Regions from separate parts of the Mus musculus genome. Here regions 1, 2, 3, 5, 6 and 7 are each linked to region 4. The links are chromatin contacts, called in public HiChIP or PLAC-seq and promoter capture Hi-C maps. All regions are on one chromosome and are shown on one strand. Each heading gives the region's core, a stretch centred on a gene start, on an enhancer-like site or on the middle of the called end of the contact. The rest is flanking DNA. Distances are from core to core; before and after follow the strand shown. Region 1 has its middle 42 kb from the start of Mir6935. Region 2 holds the start of Slc38a10 (solute carrier family 38, member 10). Region 3 overlaps Baiap2 (brain-specific angiogenesis inhibitor 1-associated protein 2). Region 4 holds the start of Rnf213 (ring finger protein 213). Region 5 holds the start of Lgals3bp (lectin, galactoside-binding, soluble, 3 binding protein). Region 6 holds the start of Tepsin (TEPSIN, adaptor related protein complex 4 accessory protein). Region 7 overlaps Baiap2 (brain-specific angiogenesis inhibitor 1-associated protein 2).

Region 1 (3,356 bases), core at 597-3,096, 920 kb after region 4:
GGATTGGGATTGGTTCTGCTGCCCCTGCTCACAAGAAGGCTGCGTAGAGGTAGGCAGGAGGCCGAGGACTCCGGGGCCAGACCTGTGAACTATATAGGACAGCAACTTCAGACAATGCAGGATAGAAGAGCAAGGGAGCTATCCTTACTGGAAATCCTCCACAGTATCCACACAGAAGACTCGGCCCACACACCCACGGCCCGCGTCTCCTTGACTGTGACCAGAGCCTGTACTGACAGTGTATATGCGTGCACTGAGCCTGCAATTGTCAATTGCAAGACACTGGACTGCACACAGCACATCCTCCTTGCAGCCTCCCAGATAATCCTATCATTACCACCTTATGACGGAGGAGGGGTGTTGCCAGTGTCCCCCGCCTTCCTCTTGTCAGAGGCCCGCTGCACACGACCACACCCGCCATGGGCCACATTCTCCGGACACCTGGTATCACCTCCCTGCTCTGCGCCTTTCTCTGTGCCTTGCCCCCCACCCAAGTCCTAGCGGCCTTTAAACGCCGCATCAAGCTCCACACCTCTCCTTGGCTCCCATTTTTTTGTGAGGAGCCTTTCTAGACCTCTTGTGGTTCCCGCACATCTTCATCTGGACCACAAACTTTTCCATGCCTGGTCTGTGCCCGTTTTTTCCCCAGGGCGGGGCCCCAGGACACCAGTAAGCAGGACCCAAGTCCCTGAGACAGAGTTTAGGTCCCTACTATTGCCCTGAGACCACTCTGTGCCTTGCAGGCTGTCTTCTGTGGGAACAAAGGTTCTGCCCAGTCCCATCCAATCCATCCCAAGGCTGCACAGGTGGACGGCCTCAGGGCCTCACCTATGTTACATATGCCTACTGCTCACAAACGAAACCCAATGTTTCCTAAGACTCTATTCACACTTGAGTACAAGCGCAGGACACACTCCTGTTGCTGGGCCTCAGCACCCTGACACACCACCACAGCTATCCCCACCATTACCCCATCTCCCTACCCATAGCAGAAAATGGCTGCAGGCAGTGTTGGCCTGGGTTCCTTTGCTCCAGCTTGGGCCTCCATTCGGCCAGTGGGAAGCGCTGGCAAGCTGGTGCTGCACCACCCAGCACCTCCCTGTCAGGTCACTGAGTCCCCTTTCCAAGGTCACAGCTCCTAAACGGGCCTCTTTCTCCACTGCAACTGCCCTCCCTGTCTAGGGTGGAGGCAGCTCCCCTTGGTTGCCGGCTTGGGTACTAGACATCTCCTCCTTTAAGTCATGTATTTTCCATTTATTCAACTCTCCTCAAATGTCCCGTCTGAGGGTGCCATAAAAATGTAAGACCGTGTCAATTGCCCGTATCAAAAAACATTCTAGTATGTTCCACATGGAGTAGTTTGGAGGGGAGACTAATGGAAACGGCCTGGGGAGGACTAGCCCCCAAGCTTGCACAGAGGCCACCTCTCTTTGTGTCCCCAGGGCATGAGAGGAGGTGTCAAAACCGGACTCCATCCAAGAATGAACTGATGCCTCTGCCACTAAACAGCAGGACCGTGTCTTCCTTTCCTCCACCCCACCAGCTTCAGCCTCCGAGCCAAACCCAGGTGGCGCTCTTCTGCATCCCCCAACACCTCCCATGAGAGCGGGGGTCAACCCCGTGTTTGCCCTACCACCTCCCATCCGGGAGGCTCTGCACTCCCAAGGCGCCGAAGGAGCCTGACGACGCCCCCATGGGGACCGGAGGCTACGAGGTCCACTGGCGACCGCAGGGGATCCCCCAGGGCTGCACGGGTCGCCGTCAGGTCCCCGAGGCGCGCCAAGCGAGGCCCAGCTCCGTGCCCCGCCCTTCTCTAGCGAGGAACATCACCCCACGTGGGGTTGCGGGGGGGGGGGCTCTCAGCCTTGGAGTGTGATTGGTCGCTGTGCAGCCAATTAGAGAGCCTCTGCTGCTCAGGCCAAGCCGATTGGCTAAGAGAGGGCGGGTGGGACGGGAGTGGGGCGCCCTTTTGTTCTTTGCGCCCGCGCCGCGCGCCCGCTCCGGCCCCGCCACCTGCGCGCCCACTCCGGCCCTGCGCGCCTCCCGGAACCCCCCGCTTGTTCGCACACGCGAACTAGGAGCAGCCGCCTGCAACGCAGCCCTCTTAGGGTCTGACCTTGGACGAGCTCTTTCATTCTCCGTTCCCGGGTTTCTTACCCTCGTTTTCTCCTTGTCTCCTAGGAATTGTGGCGAAGAACAGAACCAACCTGGCAGCAAGCTTGGAATGTTTCTAAAAACCTAACATTCAGTGATAGAAGAGGGGCTCTGGATCTTTCTTAAGAGTGAGGCCACGTGGGAAACTGCTTAGCGAGAGAGAATCTTTACCAACCTGATCCTGTTTGCAGAATGAGCTCCGTTCCTATCCAAGACTCACACGGGCTCCGTGGGAATGGGACAGAACTTCTGCCCTGACTGCCCATCTGTGCTAACTCTTCCTAAACCTTCAGTCAGTCAGTGGTAGTAGTGGACTCTGTCTGGAGTGGAAAATGGTGCCTCAGAAGCCCAGAGCCAGCAAAACTCCAGAGAGAGAGCTTTCTAGGCTGAACTGGGGGAGTCAGGGAGTCAGGCAGGTCTGACCTCTGGTCCCAACACCCTCCATCTAGAAACTGCTTCAGCCCTTTACACAGCAAAGCTGTGGCTGCGGAGAGGCCACAGTGCTGCGGGTTGTGGACACAGGCACCCAGTGTCCACACAGCCTGTGGGGTGCGGGGTCAGTCAGGGAACCCTCAGTATCCCCATAACATGAGTGGACTTAGTGAAGCTCTTGCTCAAGCCTAGGTTGGTGAAGGAGAGAGAGTATGGGGTGTGGAAGTGCATTTCCAACGTCCCCTCCTAGAACCGGGCGTCTACAAGACCCTATCAGAATTTAGAGTGCCTTCCTAGCAAGTGATACAGTGAACTGCACCTCCCAACAGCCTGACACTAGTGGGTTCTGGAAGGTCTCTCAGCCCCAGGCCTCTAGCAGGTGTCTGTCCTAAGGACGGGGTATTTGAGGCTACATCTGTGGGCTCTTCTTCCCCTGGGTGGCTGGGAATGGTGAATGTCTGGCGGGGCAGGTGGGGAGGACAATCCCCACCCCATGAAGTTTTAAGCACATTCCTCTCCTGCTGTTTTGAGCCCAGAGAACCTCTCTGCTGGTCAGAGAGTGAACGTTGCTGGACTGTTTGGTGTGGGAATGGTGCTGCTCCTGTGCCCTCAGGCACCTGGGCATCTTAGCTTCCGGCATTTGGAGCTCTACAGTTCCCAGGTCGCTCCAGCCACCCCCCCCCCCCGCAAGAAACAGGAAGTCTTCATCGGGAGCTGAGACTTCCCAGGTGTACCGGGGTGGTGGGAAGCCCATTGTAGAAGTATCAGGA
Region 2 (3,196 bases), core at 37-2,536, 760 kb after region 4:
CACTCCAAAGACACCCAAAACCATCCCCCAACAACTCAACACTGGGGTTCACAACACAGATGTCACCCCAGAGGATCTAGCTCTGTCCTCCTGTCTACATCTATTAACCATATCAAATACCCTACCCGGGAACCCTAGATACAGTCTCAATCAGGATAGGTTGTTGAGGATCAAAAACTCATTGATTAAAAAAACTTGTTTTCTATTTTTAGCCTGGGATGTGAACGACAAAACACACGAAGTAGTTGTTAGTCTACTATTAAATTATCAACAACCCATTTTCACTTCCAAATGTCTATCCCGGATTAATCTTCCACCTCATCTCCTGGGAGTCATCAGATAGGAGGAGTGGTCTCTGCCTTGATAACCCACTGTTTCAATAGAACAGGACAGCAGCCCGCGTGGCATGGATGAGCGACGGGGAACCCCGCCACTCCCTTTGTTAAGAGAGTCATTACCCAATTTGACGTTTCCATCTGCTTCCGCAACTCACTGGCAGACACAACAAAGCCACGTAGAAATGACCATCTTTTCATGTGGCATTCAACACAGAAATAACACCAAACTTTTTTGTATGCCGGCTTTTCCAACTGCGGTGACACATGATACAGATCAGACCAAACGAATGCTTTAAATCGCCTTGAGTAAAGGTGAGTAGCCGAAGCCGAGGACCGGCATGCTTCCGTGCCATGCAGTCGGTCAGAGTCAAAAACAGGACCAACAAAACCACTATCAATCCGCTAACGTATCCTTCTCTGTGCCTTTCCGTACAGTGTGAGCAACCGCTGAGCGCGCAGATCCGGACCGCGACTCGCTTCGGGGACGTTGCTTGGGTCTCTTCCCGACCCGCGGTGCTCACACCCCCTTCCCACCAAACGAGCACTTCAACCTGATGCCCCCGCGCCCTCGACTCACCTGCTTGAAGCAGAAAGGCATGGTGAGCACGCTGACGCCCACGATGCTGTTCACCACGTTCGTGATCAGCCCCCACTTGGAGGTGGAGGCGGCCGTCATTTTGAGGGTCTAGGGACCAGGACAGAGCGACCCTAGATAACCCTAAACCTGAAGCAGGGGGGGCCGCGGACAGGCGTCGCGAGGTCAGCCTCCAGACCCTGCCAGGCTCCGCAGCAGCCTCATAGCCATGGTTCCAGGTTCCCGCCTCCGCCTCCCCAGAGTGAAGCGGGAACCCGGAAGCGCCGCAGGCAACGCTAGCAACACCTCAGCTCCGCTTCGCTGCCTCCGGCACCCAAACTTCCGCCTTCGGAGCCTACTCTACCAGGAAGTGACGGTATCAAAGGGCGGGATGAGGCGGGACGCCAGCCAACTAGAAGTAGGTGTGTATGCCCGAGGAGGCGTGGTTTGGGTGGGCCCAGAGGCGGAGCTAGGCGTAACTCTGGCCAATAAGAAGTATGTGGGGGGAGGGACGGCGGGACGTGGGGCGGGGTCTGAATCAGGGCGGGGCTACAATCTGGGTTAGGGGTTCCAGGCTTAGACTAGTGACTGTGGCCGCTGGTAGAAGAGTCATTTGCTGGGTACAACCTCTAGTGGAACAACAGGAGAGAAAGAGAAGGACTACCTTTCAGGTGAGGAGTGGGCTCTTGAGGGTTAATTTTCAGGTCCTTGCGCACAGGAAGGATTTTGGGTCACAATTGGAGGACCTGTCTAGACTGAATGCCAACTTATTGGGACAAAATTAGCACTTAACGTTTTACAGATAAAAATCATCGGGACACCGGGAGGTTCAGAGACTCAGCAAAGTCACAACAGCCTGGAGGAGGGAGCATGGAGATGTGTCTGTTTGATACGCTAAGTGGGTGAAAATGGTCTACTGCCCTAATATGAAAGAAAACCAGAGGAAAGGTAAAAAGGAGAGACTAGGGAAATCTAGGATTTCAAGAGATGGTGGCTTCTGTACTGGAAGGACTAATGAGAATTCTTCCTGGAGTAATGGACATTAAAGAGACTAGAGAAAAGAGAACGCTCCAACACCTAAGTGGATTACTGGCACCTGGCAGTGTTCTTTATGGTGGTGTCTGTGGTGAATGAAGGCCTAGGGACCTGAGGTCCAAGAAAGACCCCACAATGATTCCAGGAGGCCAGAGCTGTGCATGCAAGGAGGAACTTCAAGCTGCCTAAAGAGGCTCTCCTAGAAAACAATTTGAGGCCCATGCAAGATCTCAGACAAGGGACAAATTCTTCCAGCATCAGGCAGAGCAGCTTCTAGAGATGAGAGAGAGAGAGAGAGAGAGAGAGAGAGAGAGAGAGAGAGAGAGAGAGAGAGAAAGGAAAAGCTAGAAAGAGCAATTGGTGGCATGAGCCATTAATCCCAGCGTTCAGGAGGCAGAGACAAGCAGCTCTCTTGAGTTTGAGGACAGCCTGGTCTACATAAGTGAGTTCCAGGACAGCCATGGCTACGTGGAGAAACCCTGTCTCGAACAAAAAAAAAAAAAAAGGAGTAATTGAATACAAAGCCAGAATAGGGTTGGAGAGATGGCTCAGTGGTTAAGAGCACTGACTGCTCTTCCAGAAGTCCTGAGTTCAGTTCCCAGCAACCACATCATAATGGGATCCAATGCCCTCTTCTGGTGTGTCTGAAGACAGCAACTGTGTACTCATATACATTAAATAAATAAATCTTTAAAAAGAAAAAACCAAAATACTAAGTGTCTGTATTCATCGTTTGTAAGTGAAGTCATTGTCCACAATCTATCTGACCCGTTTCTGTGTTTCCATATTCATGTATCTGATGTTCATCCCTAAGAAGGGGCTGCTCAGGGCTGGAGAGATACACTGACTGCTCTTCCAGAGATCCTGAGTTCAATTCCCAGCAACCACATGGTGGCTCACAACCATCTGTAATGAGATCGGATGCCCTCTTCTGGTGTGTCTGAAGACAGCTACAGTGTACTTAGAGAGAAAGAAGAAGAAGAAGAAGAAGCAGGTAACTTTTCAGTTCATCATGGGATTGGGAACATAGACATAAACATGGTGATAGAAAGCCATCTTACACTTTGGGAACAGGGCAGGACCTGAGCAGAAGTGGAGCAACAGGTGGGAAGGAGCCTGGAGGTCTAGACACCATCACAATCACAAAGCAGGCCACTCTGACACTCCCTCTCCACTCTCTCCTAGTGGCACCATACAGTAGAGACAATCTGATTTAACTACCTGTTGTATTCTGTTTCGTGAGCTAAGC
Region 3 (3,225 bases), core at 628-3,127, 580 kb after region 4:
GTCTGAGATTAAAGGCATCTATGTAGCTGGTCCCCTAAAGAGCAGTTGCCACAGGGGTTAGATCATGTGCATTTTGGCATGTATACAGGAGGGAAGTTGAGGTGGCCTCAAACCAGGGACCCCTGAAATCACTTGGCTTTGAGACTTAGTTTCAAGTACTCCCAAAAACAAAATCAAAGAAATGAACCACAAAACGGTCCTAAAGGAGGAAGCAGCAGGTTTGGCTCAAACCTGTGATCCCAGCACTGGGGGAGCCCAGACAGTATGATTATATAGCCCAAGGCTACATGAGATTCTGTGTGAAAAAACTAAAAAATGGGCTGGAGTGATGGCTAAGCAGTTAACCTGGGATCAGCTTCTAGAATCCATATTAGCTCACAACCAGCTGTGGGCCTGACTGGTACACATATCCACATGCAGACAAAACACTTGTGTATATATAAAATAAATCTAAAAACGAGTTTTAACTAACAGTAACAGGTCCTATCTTTTTAATAACTGAAATCTTTTAACAACTCTGGGCTTGTGTTACATCATCCTTGGTATAAGTTTTATATTGGAAACACTTGATTCCTGACCTGGAGTCTCATGAAAGTAGTGTATCACTGAAGAATGGGCTCAGACATGTCCTGGATAGCCTGCGAGCTGAAGTGAGTATGGCATAGACAGTCCCACATCCACACAATGTCTAGGAATGCTAGACGCGTCTCTGAAGTGTCAGAGGACAGTGAATGCTGAAGAGATGAAAGGCAGACTGGAGCCCAGTCATCAGACAGGCGCTGGTCTGTGGGACAGCAGCCCTCAGGAAGGTTCTGAGCTGCCCATCCACCTTTCACCCCCCGTCTGTCTGTCTGCTGGAACTTTTGTCAAATCCCCAGGGTAGCTGGATCCCAGAATGGACTTCGGCTCGAGTTGCTGGTGTCTTCCACATCAGTAGTACTTCTTTCTGCTTAGACACTAGAGTTCTGAGGTCTTGGTGCTGCTGAGCATGTGAAAGTGCTGATGGCCTGGGCGCCTGTCCCTGTCGGGCTTCCTACCCTGTGACGCTTGCTCAGGACTCAGAGTTGATGCTGTACCAGGCTGACAAAGCAACATTGCTAACCAGCCTTTGAGGTATGCTTGTTCCCTCGGATCGGCTGATTTTAAGGGGTAAATTTACCCAGAAAGAAGATAGTGGACTCTATGTGTCCACTGTGGGCAGGAGCTTGGCTTCTCACACAAAGGGTCAAGTTTGCTTTACCAAAGGAGCTTAGGCGCCATGGATGGGAGTGGGGACATGGTCACTTCCTTCTCCAGTCAGACCTGAGTCTCCTTACAGACACCAGGTAGAAGAAGAGTCAGACAGGACTGAGGACCAGCAGGTCTCACTGAGATGATCTCTAGTGGACAAGGGCAGGGAGTGGCCCCGAGAGCCTGTTCCCTCGGAAGATTCTGACTGCTCACCTATATGGGGAGGACATTAGGTCTTGTCCCAACATCTTTGTCTCTTTGCCACAGTGGGACCTGTGCAGCAGCTGCCTCTGTACAATGACTCGAAGACATGTGGTCCACAACTGACTAAGGTGCCTGAAAATCCTCAGATAGGAGCAGTCCCCTGGATGACACTGGTCCAGGAACCTGAGCAGGCAAGATGGAAATAGTGGTCAGTGACTCAGGACAGTGGTGACATTGGATGCCAGCCTGAACTTGGCCCTGCCTCTCCCTACTTTCCTCAGAGTCCCTAGTATCCATGGTACAACTGTTGTCACAACATGGACATTGAGGTGGCTTTTGGACTTGTTCTGTTTCAGAACAACATGACTATAAGCTCTGCTGTCTACCGCTATCACCATGGCAACACAGCCATTGATTTTTCTCTTGGTCACCCCTTGGCCGCATTCCACTCTGGCTTTCCCATAGATGGGCGAAGAGCGTCTGAGGAACCAGTGTGTGGAGAGTAGCTGAGAGAAGGCAGGATTGGTAACTGTCCAGTGGGGAGGGGGGGAGGTTAGGGAGGGTTTGACTGTCTCACCTCCTGTCCGCCCCTCTTGCCTCCCGGTGGTTTTAACAGCACGGTGCCCTGGCAGCCCCCTCAGCTGTCTGTCTTCACCTAATGAGAGCTCTATATTCGGGCCTTGTTCAGGCGTATGCTAATTAGCTCTCAGAGGTGCCTTTCCGCTCTAGAAGCCACCAGAATAATTGAGCATTATGGATATTTGCTTCAGAAGGCTCTGGAAGGTAATGTGTGCTTCCAGCCAGGTTTGAGCAGCTGACCCCTTGGCATAGAGCCCCTCTGCTACTGCGGAGAGGATGGCAGTTCTGCCTCCTCTCAGAATGACTGGGGTGCTCAGCAGTCGAGCACCCACTGTTGACAAGCCAGTAGCACAGGGCTCCTACTGTTAGGCTCCTACTGTGCTCTGGGGGCAAACTGACCTCTAGGAAGCTATAGCATCTCCAATCACACAGGGGATGCAGGTGCCTCCTCTCCAGACCCTGCAACTCCACCTGGGCTGCTGACTACAGAGAAGCAGTCCCTGTCTGCCACCCTCTAAGACTTTGCATATGGAGCATTTCAGCCACTCCCATGGTCTGAGGGAAGCCTGTCTCTCTTCCAGCAGAGAACACAGTGGCCACGTTACAGCTGTGCTTATTAATGTGTCCTTCTGGGATGGTCTTCAGATGCTGCTTAAAATTGGGGCTCACATGGGGTCCTGTGGCCGCTGGATCCAGTTTCCTGAACCTGCAAGGGTTTGACTGACTGGCACCTCTGGTGGTGTGTGTGTGTGTGTGTGTGTGTGTGTGTGTGTGTGTGTGTGTTTTCCTTTCTTACTTTGGAGGGTCCAGGAGCAGAGTCCCTGATGGTATGTAAAGCAAACTTAGTTCTCCTGGACCCTTATTCCTGCCAGCTGGCTTCTCCACAAAATGCCCAGGGAACCCACTGAGATCTAGGACACAGGACTATGCACTGATCTTTGGCTGCATGAGCATGACTTGGGGTCTGGCTGGGACCCCTGCAGGTTTGCCACCACACCCATCCTGGCACCTGGTGGAAGAATCTCAGAGGGCAGTGCGCCCTCTGTCTCTGTGAGGAGACCACCAGGGACCTACTACTCAGAGACCCTGGGGGCTCTTTTCTCTTATTTATTTTTTTCATGCTTCGCTCACCCTTGCTGCTCAGAAGATGGGGCTGTCTGAGCAACGGCTCTCAGCAGGGGATGCTGTGCCTATAGTAATGGGGACAAGCAG
Region 4 (3,319 bases), core at 461-2,960:
CTGCAACAGCACCTTACTGAGCCCCCCCCCCCCCCACCACACCACCACACACACAGATGGTAACAGGGTGTTTCTGAAGGAGCTCTGCTCTGTATTACATAAGACACCCATGGGTGGCTTTTCCAGCAAGCTAACAGGTTCGTCTCCCAGCCTCAGGAGGATAGTTCATGGCATGCCCTCCATGACTCCTTTCTCCAGGTGCTGATGAGTGGCTGAGAATCTCTTAGCTACTTTTCTGTTGCTATGATGGAACACCATGACTAAGGCAACTTATTAAAGAGATGGTTTGATTGGGCATATAGGTTCAGAGGGCTTAAGTTTATTATGATAGAGGCAGGGCACAGAGCCTGTGGCTGAGAGCTCACATCTGGATCTGAAAGCAGAGAGTATACTGGGCGTGGAATGGGCTTTTAAAACCTCAAAGCTGCCCCCAGTGACAAACCTCCTGTGGAAAAGGCCACACCTCCTACTTCTTCCCAAACAGTTCAATCAACAGGGGACCAAGTATTTGGACATATCAGCCCATGGAAGCCATTCTCACTCAACCCCACCACCCCCAGAGGAGGGAGGGAACCCATTAAGTGTAAAGAATGACCATAAGGAACAAACTAAGCCACAGGCGGTTCCAGAAGACTGTCTTTGGAGCTCCACTTGCATGCTGTGGCTCTAATACAACAACATAAATAAGTGCAATTAAAAAAAAAACTTTAAAAATCTGGGAAGATGAGGGTCTGGCCCCGAGGTGCATAGGAGGAAGACTTTGAGAGAGCTGCATGGAGGTTTGGGAACCGAGATCAGTTGGTACAGTGCTTGCTGAGCATCCAGAAGCCCTGGGTTCCATTCCAACATAAGACCAGCCATGGTGGTATGCACATGTAGCCCCAGCCCTTAAAACACAGGCAGGAAGTCGGGCGTGGTGGCGCACACCCTTAATCCCAGCACTCGGGAGGCAGAGGTAGGCAGATTTCTGAGTTCGAGGCCAGCCTGGTCTACAAAGTGAGTTCCAGGACAGCCAGAGAAACCCTGTCTCAAAAAACCAAACCAAATCAAACCCAAACCAACCAACCAACCAAACAAAAAGACACAGGTAGGAGGATCAGAAGTCCAGGGCCATCCTCAGATACTGTGGTACTTTAAACAAGAATGGCTCCCATAGGCTCAAGATATTTGAGTGCTTGGTCTCCCCACACTTGCTAATACTTAGTTAAAAAGCTTTGGGGGCAAAGGACATGACTGAGACTCACAGATGAGAAAGTGCAAGCACACAGTGTGGCCGTCCACTAGCAATGACTACTGCTAGCGGCTTTTGGTGGACTTCGATGTGATGGGTTGCCATCACTTCTTTGCCATCACTCTACTTTGCATGCACGCAACCTGTAGGTGAACACTCTTGCTGTCCTCCAGGTCCTTCTGTGGGTGGCTTCAGCTTGGCTAAATCCTGGATACTGTCCAAGGTGCTGGATGTCTGGGGCTAGAGGTTTGAACCTATCAATGGTCACCCATTCAGGGCGGTCCGTCCTGGTTGGGGGAGAATGTGCAACCCTGGTGCAAGAGCCAGTGAGATTTCGAAGGCCGTGGGCACGCAGCGGCTGTAGTCGCTCTGGACAAGCGAGCTAGGCCGGCGCCACCAGGCGGGGAATTCCAGCAAGGCTGTGCGCCAAGGAGGCGGAGGGGCGGCGCCGGCCCCGTGACCCCTCATCGAAGCGCGCCAGTCCGCGCGGGCGCATGGGCACTGCAGGTGCGAGCGAGGGGCTTCGGGGTTCCAGGATCTGGTGCTGGGCTAGGAGCGGGATGCAAGTCCAGGGGCAGTGACGCGAGGCCTAGGGTGCGGGATGTGGGTCTCAGGGACGCGCAGGGACCGGGGTGCAAGGTCCCGTTGGGCAGGGCGCGGGTGTTTCGGGCCAAGGGTCCACGGGGCGACATGCGGAGCTCTGGATGCTGTTTCATTGGGTGCCGGTCCTGCTAGGGAAGAGTGGGCCGGCGGCTCATGGCCCCTGTGGTCACAGTCCCTGAATGGTGCCTGCGTCCTGATGCGCCGGCGCCCAGCGGCCACTTCCTTCATGTTCCAAGTTTCGGTTTCACTGCAGGCAGCCGGTCCAGCCTGGCCCTGAGTCTCCGACCCCATTAACTCTCGGGTTGCGGACAGCGCTAGGTCGGCCCTGCTCCCCAGCAACACCCAGGAAGGTCGGGGACCCCCAACCTACACAACCCCGTGTCCTCGCGTAAAGCGGTCCCAGGCTCCGCCCCGGAATCTGCTCTCACCAACTGCAGCAGAACTTTTGCGAGCCAGATGTCTGCCCTCACCAACTGAAGCCAGAACTTTTTCGTGCCAGGCGTCTGTGCCCAGGGCGCTGATCTTACCTAGGTCAAAGCCGGGAGCCTCCCCTGTCCCCGAAGCTGCAGCGAGAGGTGCGCTCGCTCGCAATGGGCTAGCCCAAACCCATCTGCTTTTTTCTTAGTCTAGCCCGGGCGGGGGGTGGAGGGGAGGCACGGGAAGGGTCCTCTAGCTGGTGGAAAGGAGAGGCGGTGCCGCTGGCCGCTCACTTGTGCAAGGCTGCCTCTAGTCCGGGCTTCGCAGTTTCCAGGGGGGGAGGCACGGGAAGGGTCCTCTAGCTGGTGGAAAGGAGAGGCGGTGCCGCTGGCCGCTTACTTGTGCAAGGCTGCCTCTAGTCCAGGCTTCTCAGTTTCCTGAGCAGCACTAGAGAACTGACTTAGGTGGTGTTGGCTTTGGGCACACCAACCGAAAATTGTAGTAGGAGATAACCTGCCACCCCGTGGTGTGTTTCAGTTTGTTCTGTGAGACTCATGGTTTGAGAAGCAGAACTTTCTTTCTCCTCCTCCGCCCCCCCATTTTGTTTTTGTTATTGTTGTTTGTTTGTTTGTTTTTTTGGCCTTCAAGACCCGGTTTCTTTATAGCCCCTGCCTGACGTGGAACTCACTCTGTAGACCAGGCTGGCCTCGAACTCACAGATCTGTCCTGCTCGGCCTCCCCAGATTAAAGGCATGCACCACCACTACCCACGAAAAGCAGAGCTTTCTTAAAAGAAATTTACATCTCTCAAGAGAGGACAGAGGGCTGAGGCAGACCACACTTTTACCTGAGAAAGCACTTGTTCAATGCCACCACCTTGTCTAGCTCCCAACCTTCATGAAGCCTGTGACCCCAGTTCTCAGCCTCTGCCCTTTCCTGTAGCTCCTGTTTGCTAGAAAGCCTCCAGTCCCAACTCCCATTCTTAACCATTCTTAGTTTGTGGGTTGCCCACAAAGGATACATAGTTACTCTTGTGTTTCCCGCAGTTTGTGGGTTGCCCACAAAGGA
Region 5 (3,165 bases), core at 295-2,794, 990 kb before region 4:
GGCAGCTTGGGACTGGTAGTGGATGGTGCTACAGAGCTCTGTCTCCTGGGCAGGAACTGGAAGCCACAAATTGTTACTCCGACCAGGGGCCCAGAGACAAGCAGTAGAGATATTTCAGGTCCAGTAGAAGCACCAGGATTGGCCCCTCCCCAGCCCTCTCCCACCGACCAACCCCCACCCCAGACATTCTGCACCAGAGCAGCACGAGCAAGCCCTCAGGGGGCCAGGGCACTTGTAGCCATCTTGGCAGGGGTGAAGAGATCCTAGGATAGGCTTTGGCTATCCGACTGCGGAAGCAACAGCAGAACTGGAACTCCCCGGGAGTCTCACGCTGAAAGGAGAAGGCTGTTGCCTGGTGATAGCCAGAGAGGAAGCCTGTCTCCAGGAAATAACAGCTCACTCTGGGATTTACAGCCCAGGCAAGCCAGTTAGCTATGTATACCTCTATGTAAACCTCATGTTAATATCCCCTAATAGACTCTGGGCCATTAATGGGGGAGGCCACTGGATTCCTCTTAGTGTGGCCACATTAAATAAATCTCCTTTTTCGGCTTTTCACTGTTATGTTTTTAATTGGACCATGGAGGATGGGTGGCTGAGTCTGGCTATCAGGGGAGCTTTCTGGGCATAAGCTCTGACCGTTGAGTCCTATAACACACTGATGGGTGGGACTTGGCCCTTAGTTCTGTGCACCCCACCCCCACCCCCCAACTGGTTCCCACCAGACTTCTGCATCTAGTCAAGCACAGACCCAGAACAATATACAACTCACAAAGTTCCCACATCCCTAATGAGAGCCGAAGCTAGAGAGCCAACTGACTCCAGATGACACAGCCAGTGAGCACAGGTTAGGGTCTGCCCAGGGGTGGCCTCCTTCTACCACAAGGACCCTGGTGGAGGTGGAGGGAGCCAGAGAGTCCCACATCCGTGTGGCAAGGCATTACCCCAGTTTTATCCCAAGAAGGCCTGGGCTCTGGGAAACCTGAGTCCCAGGCAAACTGCACTGGGTGCCCACTCCCTGCATTTACTATAAACTGTGGTCGTAGGTTTGTCCATGCTGGGTCAGGCGCTCTAGGCCTTGGGAACATTGCAGTGTATGTGGATGTTGCTGTCCACTGGATGACAGAGGCTGTTTCTGCCCTACTCCTTTGTGTGGGAAGATGGGACAAGCCTGCCTATGCTGGCTCATTCAGTACCACTGAGTAGGTAGGTTTAGTCCTGGGAGAGAATCTACAGACCCAGGAGGGGGCCGGGGATAAACTCTAACCCACTCACCCCTTCAGCTGTTCATTCAGTGGACATCCTGCCCAACTGTATTGGCTCCTGTGCTCTGGCCTGCCAGAAATCATGCTGTGTAGAGTGGAGACTCACCTGGGAGCAAGAGAGGGACTCAACTGTCCCTCAGGCAGCGAGGCAGTGGCTGAAGGCAGTCCTGGAGCCTCCTTCCTGGCTGCAACTGGAAGCCTTCTGTAGACTGTTCAGCAGAGAAAAGCTCCACCATGTGGCTTTCCTCAGCCTCGTCCCAGGAAATGCTTTGTAAACCTCACCTAGTTTCGATTTTCAGAAAACACATGACAGAGGCTGCTTCTGGGGTTGGCTGTCAGCAAGGCTAATAGCCTTCTGCTTGCTGCTCTGTGGGGCAGAGGGCAGGCACCCAAGCGCCCTGTGCTGAGCTGATATACTGAGCTGATGAAACAAATATAAGTCCAGGCTAGCCAGGCAGGCACCCTGTGGGGCAGCTTGGGGGATGGTTGGAGCAAATACATCTCCAGGCTGGCCAGGCAGGCATCCTGGCGAAGGAGAGTGGAAAGATACAGAAAGAGGGCCTAGGAGCAGCAGCTCGGGTCAGACCGTGTCTGTGAATGTGGATGTGGGCTGGACTATCCTTTCCTGGACCTGGGAATGCTGGCTGCCCTTAGCTTATGCACAAACCTACCATGCGCAGAGCGAAGGTATGTGGGCCACAGAGTGGTCCTGAGAGACAAGAATAGCGATATAAAGGCTAAAAGCAGAAAGCAGGGCTGGGGGCTAGAGTGGCTTGGTGGTTAAGAGCACCACCTGCTCTTATGGGAGGCCTGAGTTCAACTCCCAGCACCCATGTTGGTTGGCTCAGAATAGCCTGTAACTGGCTTCAGGGGCTCAGACTCTGTAGGCACCCACACCCAAGTGTGCTCATGCATGCACACATATAATTTTAAAAATTAAATCTTAAAAGGTTTCTACAATACCTTTTTTTTTAAAGTAGGGCTAATTGGGCATGGTGGAACACACCTTTAGCTGGAAGGCAGAGGCAGGTGGATCTTTGTGAGTTAGAAACTAGTCTGGTTTACATAGTGAGTCCTAGGTTAGTCAGGGCTACACAGAGAAAGCCTGCCTCAAAGGAAAAAAACAAAAACAGAAACAAAACCGAAACAAAATCCTAAAACAACAACAACAACAACAAAACTACCACCACCAAAACTGCTTCAGCGGGTAAAGGGACTTGCAGTAACCAATCCTGATGCTATGAATTTGACCCCTGGGACTCACTGTAAGAGAAAACTGACTCCTGTACGCTGTCTTGATCTACACAAGTGTACCGTGGCATGTATGTACATGCATGTAGACACACACAGTAAATAAATGTAAAAATATATATATATAATTCAAAGAGGCCTAGGGAGATGGCTCAGTAGTTATGAACACGTGCTGCTCTTGCAAAGGACCCAGGTTCCATTTGAAACACCCACATGGCTGTTCACAGTCACCCATAATGCCATTTCTAAAGGATATAATGCCCTCTCCTGATTTCCATGGTCACCAGGCACACACGTGGTACACATACATGCATGCAGACAAAAGTTCCAAACATGTAAGATACACTAAAATTACAAAGGCAAATTTCCCCAGACTTATGATGTTTAGACAGTGGCCTAATTCCCAGCAGCTCCCTGCAGCTCCCCTGGCACCAGCACTGTAAGGTTTCCTACCTCAAGACACCCAACTGTCCTCTTGAACACTATTCAAAAGGTCTGACACAAATGGCCCAGGAGGCAAAGCCAGGTGACTCAGAATTGGTATAAAATCACCCTGTTCCTTTTCAGGTGTATGGTTCAGGAATTCACCGGCTGGGTTTCTGTCCTTGGTGTCTACTTTTTTTTTTTTTTTTTACACCAGTTCTGGTCT
Region 6 (3,293 bases), core at 36-2,535, 710 kb after region 4:
TATGTCAGGATCCCCTCCGTACTAAACACTAAACCCACCAATGGGAACAGTGCAGAAGGATACTGGCGATCTCTTCAAACAGGTAGCCTGGACATGGGATGCTATCATCTGAGGTCCCCTTCAACAGGATGGGGAGCTGTAGGGGAATGAGGGCCATGGTGAGCTGCCATCTTAGACAGGGTAGGTCCCAGCCACTGAAGGGAATGGAAGCAAGCCTCATGCTGACTGGGGCTAAAACTGCCCAGGAGAGAGTCTGGGCAGGGCCACAGTCACCCTAAGGGCCACAAAGCAGAGCTGCAAACAGGCTCTGCTCTGGCATGGAGGAGTGACCCGGGAAAGAGGAAAATCAACAAAGGTTCTCTAACGAGGTCAAGATGAGGTTCAGCCCCTGCCTCCTACACTAAGTAACAGCAACAGAAAGAATCTCAGGGCTTTCTGTGCATTGGATGGGTGAGACTACTGGGTACAGACCCAAAGAGTGAGAACCGCTCAGCTTGGGGACTTTAAGGTTCCTTGAAGATAGCAAACTTCCATCTTATTGAGTCATGAATCAGCTTGGTTGTGCTTGCTTACTTACTTCCTTGCGTGTCCCTGCAAGCCTATGGTGTTTACTTGGTTGAAATCTGGGAACACCTCATCTCATCCATCAGTATCTGGATGAGAGGGCGAGGTTTAGGAACATTTAAGACAAGTATGTCTTCACCGTGCTATTTGTCTACAGTGCCTTCAAGGGGATCTGTAGGGAGGGAGCTGCACAGTTCAGTACTTCAGATCTTGTCCCAGACTTGAGTGATCTGATCTCTTGTAGCAGGGACTCTTAAAAGCCTAAGAAGGGTCCCTGGGGCCACTCAGTGCCCTCAAGATCCAGTCAGAAAGCTCAAGGCAATCAATTTATTGCAGTCAACAGCTGGCAGCAGGCTCCGCTCTCGCCACCCCGTGGCTATGGCCTTCCAGATGCCCCCTGTCCCCCAGAGATGTACGAGCTTCCAGGATCTTCTGAAATGAAGCCTGGGGAGAGCCGATGGGCCCCGCTGGAGATCGCCCGCCGCCCTTGGGGTTAACCTTCTGCTATCACGGCAGGCACACTCATTCTCGGCAGCTGCTGGACAGTGTCTGTCCCCGCTAATCTAGCGAGGTTCCCGGGCGCCGGAGGTCAGCACACCCGGCGAGTTTCACTCACCCTATGCAAGAAGCTCAAGCGGTCCCGCAGGGGCGGCACAGCTGCCATGGTCCAGGTAACCTCCCAAACTGCCCCGCTTCCGCCAGGCTTCGATCCTCCAATCGTCGCGCTCCTCTCGCTCCCCCGACCAATCGCTCGCAAGGGGCGGGCACGAAGGCGGGAACATCTGCGTCTCAGCCAATCCAAAGTCTCAGCAAGAGACGGACAAGAACGGCGACCAATTACAGAAGCACAGGACTGTGACTCTGACCAACCAGAAAATAGGATAGGCGGAGAGTCCGGATGTTCACGCGTTCGACTCCGGAAGAGGCAGGGCCCAAGATGGCGGCGCCCTCGAGAGCCTAAAAGGACCGCTCATGTCTGTGAACGGAGCGGTGTGGGGGCGTGTGCGGAGCCGTTTCCGAGCCTTCCCCGAGCATCTGGCGGCCTGTGGAGCTGAGGTACGGAGCGAACGGAGCGGAAGCGGAAGCGGGATGGGTGGCGACTCGGGTCAGGTCCCTGTACTGTCCCGTCTTCCCTCAGGCCTCGGCTTATGGCAAGTGCGTGCAGGCGTCCACCGCCCCAGGAGGCCGCCTGAGTAAGGACCTCTGCGTTCGCGAGTTCGAGGCCCTGCGGAGCTGCTTCGCCGCCGCGGTAGGTGGGCGTGTCCCTGCTACGTCATCTCTGTCTGGCGTCCTCTTTTCCGCCAAGCAACTCCAGTGACAAGGGGACAGGGCCTCCAGTTAGCTGTTGGCGTCTTGCCGATGGGCAACCCGATGAGACCGACCCCAGCTCCACTTGGTTTCTCCCAGCAATTCCTGCTAGATGCCAGGGCAGTGTCCTGCTAGGCACGCACCCCTGACGCACCCTGTCCCCGAGGAGTAAAGTGCAAGGTCCGCAGCAGGTTCTCCCTGCAGCACGGAAGCGATGCTGAGAGCCGCTTGGGTTCTTGATCCTGGCCTTTTTGCCCATGACCCCTCCACTAGAGCTAGGGTCGGTGGTTAAGAACCCAGGGTGACAGACACACTGCATCAGAAGCAGGTCCACAGTAGCCTCGGCGGGAATGAGGAGCAGTGTTTGAGTTGACTACAGCCCAGCCTCACCTACATACAGCCTTTGGTTTCCCGGCAGAGGCTGTTCAGTCGTCAGGTGTTGCGCTTTTCTTGTTCCTTCTAACTTGACACAAGCCTTTACTCTTGTGGTTGGTGGCCAGCAGCTGTCATTGAAACCCTAAACACACTCCTAATGCTCAGAGTTTCTGCTGTCCCTGCCACCCTCTCTGTGGCTGACCAGAATTGTGTGACTCCATCTGCTGCTTTGCCTGGACCAGATAAAGGCACCCCCCTGTGGTTCCCCCTCCATCCCTGCCCATCTCATAACAGAAACTCTCAGTCACAGGGGCCAGGCGTCCTCTGTAGGTGAGCCCAGGCTGGGACCCCCCGAGACACACTAGCATCTCAGTTCTTTAGCGTGGTTGGGATAAGGTGGCATTTGATGTGGTAGATGTCTTGCTTTAAGCCATATCTAAACTGGAAATAAGTCACTGAAACAAAATGCTTTCTCTTCCAGGCCAAGAAGACCATGATGGGAGGCTCCTAGGAAGAGCGGTGGGCGTGGAGGCCCTGTCCTGACAGCACGCATATGGGCAGCAGAGTTCCTGCTGTGTAATGGTTCCTCCCACCCTGAACCATGGGCAGGCAGGGCAGGGCTGTTTCCCGGCAGTGTGTACATGAGGATCTGGATTTGGTTGAGATGTAACATGAAGATGATTTAATTTTGTATAGTTTCAGACTTTTATATATAAAGCATGGTATAAGGAACTGGTCTCTCCCAAGGACAATGTATTCAGAGGACACCTGCACCCCCACCCCACAAAGGTGGCAGGTCTGGACCATAGAACTCTGCTCTCAGCTGGGTGTGGTGGTGCACACCATTAATCCCAGCACTCAGCAGGCAGAGACAGGTGGATCTCTTAGGAGTTTGAGGCCAGCCTGGTCTACAAAGCAAGTTTAGGACAGCCAGGGCTTGTTACACAGAGTCAACCATCTCAAAACAAACAAAACAACAAACAACAACAAAATAAACCAAAACCCTGTTCTCACCTTGGGCTGGAGAGATTGTTCAACAGTTAAAA
Region 7 (3,061 bases), core at 63-2,562, 600 kb after region 4:
TGGGCTGGCTTCAGGCCTCAGTTTGGAAGGTGCTGTTCTCAGGGCAAGGAGACCCAGGGGGCCTTGTGGCCTGGTTTATGCTGATGTCCTAGGTGACCGTTCCAAGTGGTGCCTCTTTTCTGAAGTCCCAAGATAACGAAATGATGCAGATTATCACTGGCACCTTCTCTCTCCTGTCACAGCACCTCGGCTCTGCTTGTAAGACTCTGCTGCTGAGCCCTTTTGCCTGTTGTTGTCCTTGAGAAGTCTCTGGAAAGGGCAGTGGCGCAAGGGTCCACCCTAGCCTTCAGAACCTTGACTGTTCCTTAGCTGGCCACCAAGCTGAGACGTACGTGTGTGTGTGTACGTGTGTGTGTGTGTGTGTGTGTGTGTGTCCGTGTGTCCATCCCTGTGCCAGAGGAACAGGAGTCATAGGAGGAACTCTACTCACAGCCTAGTTCAGCCCTGAAGACCAGAGAGCCCCAGCACCAGACAGTTGATGCCTGGGATGGAATGAGTGGGATCCAAGAGGCCAGTGCTAAGCCCTATATGGTGACTGGCAGGTGTGCTCCTCTCCTGGAGAATAGCCCACTCCTTCCTGACCCAGAGTATGTCTGGTCTCATCCCACCACTCTTCTCTAAAGCTTGGGAAGGAGCTCACACCCAGGCTGAGCCTCCTCCAAGACTCCCTGGAGTCCTCCCAGCACAGCTCCTGTGGGGGCAACAAGACTCGTGCCCCACCCCCTACTTCCCAGAGGACCCTGGAGTGCAGGGGAGGTTCAGGGAGCAGGAAGCCCTGGTAGGCGCATGTTGCATAACCGAAGGAAAAGTACTTGACGCTGTGGAGGAGAGAGAAGAGAGAAGAGGATCAGAGAGGGAGGAGGGAACGCGCCCCCCCCGCCCCCCCCCATCACAGCAGCAGAACCCACTGTCAGGCTGGAACACCACTCTCACCTGCTATTTTGACTTCTCTTGTTACAATAACTGTCTTGAGTCCCACCTGGCAGACCTTATGGCTGGGCCCTGCTGCCGCTTGAGAGGACCAAGACCTATTCTCAGGCCTTCTCAGACTGGTCCTGTCAGTGGGGAGGGCAGGAGTTTAGTGTGGGGCTGCAGGGCAGAAGCAGCAATCTGTGTAGGTTTGGTGGCAAGGGTGTGAGTATGGCAGGCCTTGACCTTGGAGAGATTGGTGCTGGCTGGTAGGCAGAGTTGGCACCGATAGCCTCGGTGGAGACCAGCCCCCACCCAGCTGGGCTTCCCCCTCTTCTGTCCCTCCAGCTGAGCCTTGTGTGGGGAGATGCTAAGGGAACAGCCTGCTCCAACCCCCTCTGCCGCCCACAGCTCAGCCGCCCACCCACGCTGAGTCAGAGCTCCGCCGAGGTGGCTGTGAGTCAGCTGTGAGCACCCTGGCAGCTCAGGCCTGCCCCCTGCTGGAAGACAGTCGCCTTAGGAAGCGCTTCTGCAACAGCTGCTCCAGGCTGGTGGGAGTTCAGCCTAAGAGGGGTGGGCGCAAGAGATGCACTAGAGAGGCGTCTGCGTATACCTGGGTGTAAATAGACCCTTCCTTGACACTTGGGCAGTTTGATTATCATAGTAAGGTTTAGCTATGAAACCAAGTTCCACACACATTCTTATAGCATAGCTCTGTCCAGTGGTTTCTGTTGGTGTGGATGGCTTCTATCTATTGATTGAGGCTTTCTTTCAAATTGTAAACTACATATAACTGATACAAGTCACTGCCACGGACCACCCCAGCCAAGTATGGGGGTCCCTAGGATGTGGGTTCTCTAGGCAGGTGGATAAGGATTCAGCAGTGACAAACAGAAACAAACACAGAGGCAGGAGCATTCTCTTAGGTTGGTTGGTTTTAAAATGGCAAGATCTCAGGGATTCTAGGTGAGCCTCATTCTCTATATCGCTGAGGAGACCCTCAGGAGTGCTGGGAATGCTGGTGTGCAGCACACACCTCTGTGCCAGGCTGAGGTGGAGCCCAGGGCATCTCCTGTGCTATGCAGGCGCCTACCACTGAGCTATACACTTCCAGTTGGAACGTCTGTCTTCATGGTATGTGTCAGCACATCCACCCATCCCCAAAATCCCTTTATCTTTACAGTTTGTGACTATCCCCACTAAATGTCAACTGCCAAATGTCACCTGATACCACCTTCTCCCTGGTCCCTGTGAAGTTGACATCCCTGGACTCTCTGAATTCCCCTACCCCTCTGTCTTGGCACATTCAGAATAGATAGTCAGGTCTGGAGGTTGCACTGGTCCTGGGCTTTTTGACAAGAACCTTCCTGGGTAGGTTATGTTTCCCCCAGGAAGCTCAAGAGTAGTTGGGACAAGACCGCTGTTGGTGGCCAGAGAAGTACCTGTGACCTCAGGGGCTTCAAAGGGATTGCGTCTTTAGATGGGGCTTGGGGAAAGCAGTGCTCTCAGAATCCTATGGAATCATTTGACCACATATCTCTCTTGAGCCCAGAGTATCTTGAGGATTGAGGGGGCTCCCAAGGCCACCCAGATTGGATGCCCAGGTGAAACCCAGATAACCCAGATGAAAAGGCGAGGGATAGGTCATTTTTCAGTTCATGCTCTATGGTGAAGACCCCTCACCAGGCACATGCTATCCCAGGGATAGTGATCCATATGTCTTTGATGAAGGCCTCTCTTCACCTGCATATGATATTCATGAAACAATCTAAGGCTTGCTCACCTGTTCCGCTCTCCACATCCTCAGTGGTGGGTGCCCATGCTCTCTCTCCAGCAGCAGGCTTCCCTGGGTCTCCTCAGTCAGTATCTCTTGAGACCATTCTATAGCTGCTGGAGCTACGACTCTGAGGCAAAAGAAACTGTAGGTGACAGGAGCCTCAGTAGAGCCAGGGCATGGGAGCGTACTGCAGGAGCCCCCCCCCCTCTTACGCTGACATTTCTATGCTTCATGGAGCTGAAGCCTGGAAGGGATGGCCTGCCACTGGTACCTTTCCTTCCCCTTCTCAGGAAGAAGTCCAAGGAATGCTGGGATTGATGGCACACGCTTGTAATGCCAGCATAACAGGCAGAGACAGGAAGATTACCTCATGCT

Evidence for each region. Promoter capture Hi-C pulls out the DNA fragments that hold promoters and counts their contacts. HiChIP or PLAC-seq counts read pairs in DNA pulled down with a chosen protein or histone mark. Capture Hi-C pulls out chosen DNA fragments and counts their contacts.
Region 1: an HNF4G HiChIP or PLAC-seq map of pancreatic cancer cells shows a contact between it and region 4. The contact joins the enhancer-like site here to the promoter of Rnf213 in region 4. A contact is called at or near these places in 2 of 39 promoter capture datasets (liver and pre-B cells), 1 of 484 Hi-C or Micro-C datasets (embryonic stem cells), 4 of 115 datasets of contacts at active chromatin or transcription factors (embryonic stem cells, large pre-B cells and pancreatic cancer cells) and 1 of 9 other capture datasets (pancreatic islet).
Region 2: a promoter capture Hi-C map of liver shows a contact between it and region 4, with 4 times the contacts expected there. The contact joins the promoter of Slc38a10 here to the promoter of Rnf213 in region 4. A contact is called at or near these places in 2 of 39 promoter capture datasets (liver and pre-B cells), 1 of 484 Hi-C or Micro-C datasets (embryonic stem cells) and 7 of 115 datasets of contacts at active chromatin or transcription factors (bone marrow-derived dendritic cells, embryonic forebrain, embryonic stem cells and 2 more).
Region 3: a FOXA1 HiChIP or PLAC-seq map of pancreatic cancer cells shows a contact between it and region 4. The contact joins the enhancer-like site here to the promoter of Rnf213 in region 4. A contact is called at or near these places in 5 of 39 promoter capture datasets (liver, maxillary cranial neural crest, pre-B cells and 1 more), 3 of 115 datasets of contacts at active chromatin or transcription factors (bone marrow-derived dendritic cells, large pre-B cells and pancreatic cancer cells) and 1 of 9 other capture datasets (adipose tissue).
Region 5: a contact with region 4 is called in an HNF4G HiChIP or PLAC-seq map of pancreatic cancer cells. The contact joins the promoter of Lgals3bp here to the promoter of Rnf213 in region 4.
Region 6: a contact with region 4 is called in a promoter capture Hi-C map of liver, with 2.2 times the contacts expected there. The contact joins the promoter of Tepsin here to the promoter of Rnf213 in region 4. A contact is called at or near these places in 3 of 39 promoter capture datasets (hippocampal neurons, liver and pre-B cells), 5 of 115 datasets of contacts at active chromatin or transcription factors (bone marrow-derived macrophages, embryonic forebrain, embryonic stem cells and 2 more) and 2 of 9 other capture datasets (adipose tissue and liver).
Region 7: a FOXA1 HiChIP or PLAC-seq map of pancreatic cancer cells shows a contact between it and region 4. The contact joins the enhancer-like site here to the promoter of Rnf213 in region 4. A contact is called at or near these places in 3 of 39 promoter capture datasets (the 3T3-L1 cell line, liver and pre-B cells), 3 of 115 datasets of contacts at active chromatin or transcription factors (embryonic basal ganglia, embryonic stem cells and pancreatic cancer cells) and 1 of 9 other capture datasets (pancreatic islet).

What each region holds. Positions count from the first base shown.
Region 1 is chr11:120,303,410-120,306,765 of GRCm38.p6, forward strand. No RefSeq gene overlaps it. Among named protein-coding and RNA genes, the nearest start is that of Mir6935, 42 kb to the right of the region's middle. Within about 2 kb of position 1,847, at least 315 of the 459 cell types and tissues checked have an H3K27ac peak or open chromatin away from gene starts, as enhancers often do. A contact at or near this core is called in liver, pancreatic cancer cells and pancreatic islet, where this site is marked.
Region 2 is chr11:120,150,065-120,153,260 of GRCm38.p6, forward strand. It overlaps Slc38a10 (solute carrier family 38, member 10), which reads right to left and starts at 1,287. Exons shown (of 17, transcript NM_024249.5): 1 at 916-1,287. The coding sequence starts at 1,014. It overlaps Gm11769 (a long non-coding RNA gene), which reads left to right and starts at 343. Exons shown (of 3, transcript XR_389232.4): 1 at 343-650; 2 at 774-1,334; 3 at 1,715-2,657.
Region 3 is chr11:119,968,399-119,971,623 of GRCm38.p6, forward strand. All of the region lies in intron 3 of Baiap2 (brain-specific angiogenesis inhibitor 1-associated protein 2), which reads left to right. Among named protein-coding and RNA genes, the nearest start is that of Gm11767, 27 kb to the left of the region's middle. Within about 2 kb of position 1,878, at least 36 of the 459 cell types and tissues checked have an H3K27ac peak or open chromatin away from gene starts, as enhancers often do. A contact at or near this core is called in pancreatic cancer cells, where this site is marked.
Region 4 is chr11:119,388,389-119,391,707 of GRCm38.p6, forward strand. Rnf213 (ring finger protein 213) reads left to right here and starts at 1,711. Exons shown (of 68, transcript NM_001040005.3): 1 at 1,711-1,738. It overlaps Mir1932 (microRNA 1932), which reads left to right and starts at 2,084; the gene lies at 2,084-2,173.
Region 5 is chr11:118,400,415-118,403,579 of GRCm38.p6, forward strand. Lgals3bp (lectin, galactoside-binding, soluble, 3 binding protein) reads right to left here and starts at 1,545. Exons shown (of 6, transcript NM_011150.3): 1 at 1,372-1,545.
Region 6 is chr11:120,097,446-120,100,738 of GRCm38.p6, forward strand. It overlaps Tepsin (TEPSIN, adaptor related protein complex 4 accessory protein), which reads right to left and starts at 1,286. Exons shown (of 13, transcript NM_183137.2): 1 at 1,181-1,286; 2 at 64-136. The coding sequence starts at 1,228. Ndufaf8 (NADH:ubiquinone oxidoreductase complex assembly factor 8) reads left to right here and starts at 1,489. Exons shown (of 3, transcript NM_001110242.1): 1 at 1,489-1,620; 2 at 1,703-1,813; 3 at 2,729-2,979. The coding sequence starts at 1,537. The coding sequence ends at 2,758.
Region 7 is chr11:119,990,124-119,993,184 of GRCm38.p6, forward strand. All of the region lies in intron 6 of Baiap2 (brain-specific angiogenesis inhibitor 1-associated protein 2), which reads left to right. Among named protein-coding and RNA genes, the nearest start is that of Mir3065, 23 kb to the right of the region's middle. Within about 2 kb of position 1,313, at least 154 of the 459 cell types and tissues checked have an H3K27ac peak or open chromatin away from gene starts, as enhancers often do. A contact at or near this core is called in embryonic basal ganglia and pancreatic cancer cells, where this site is marked.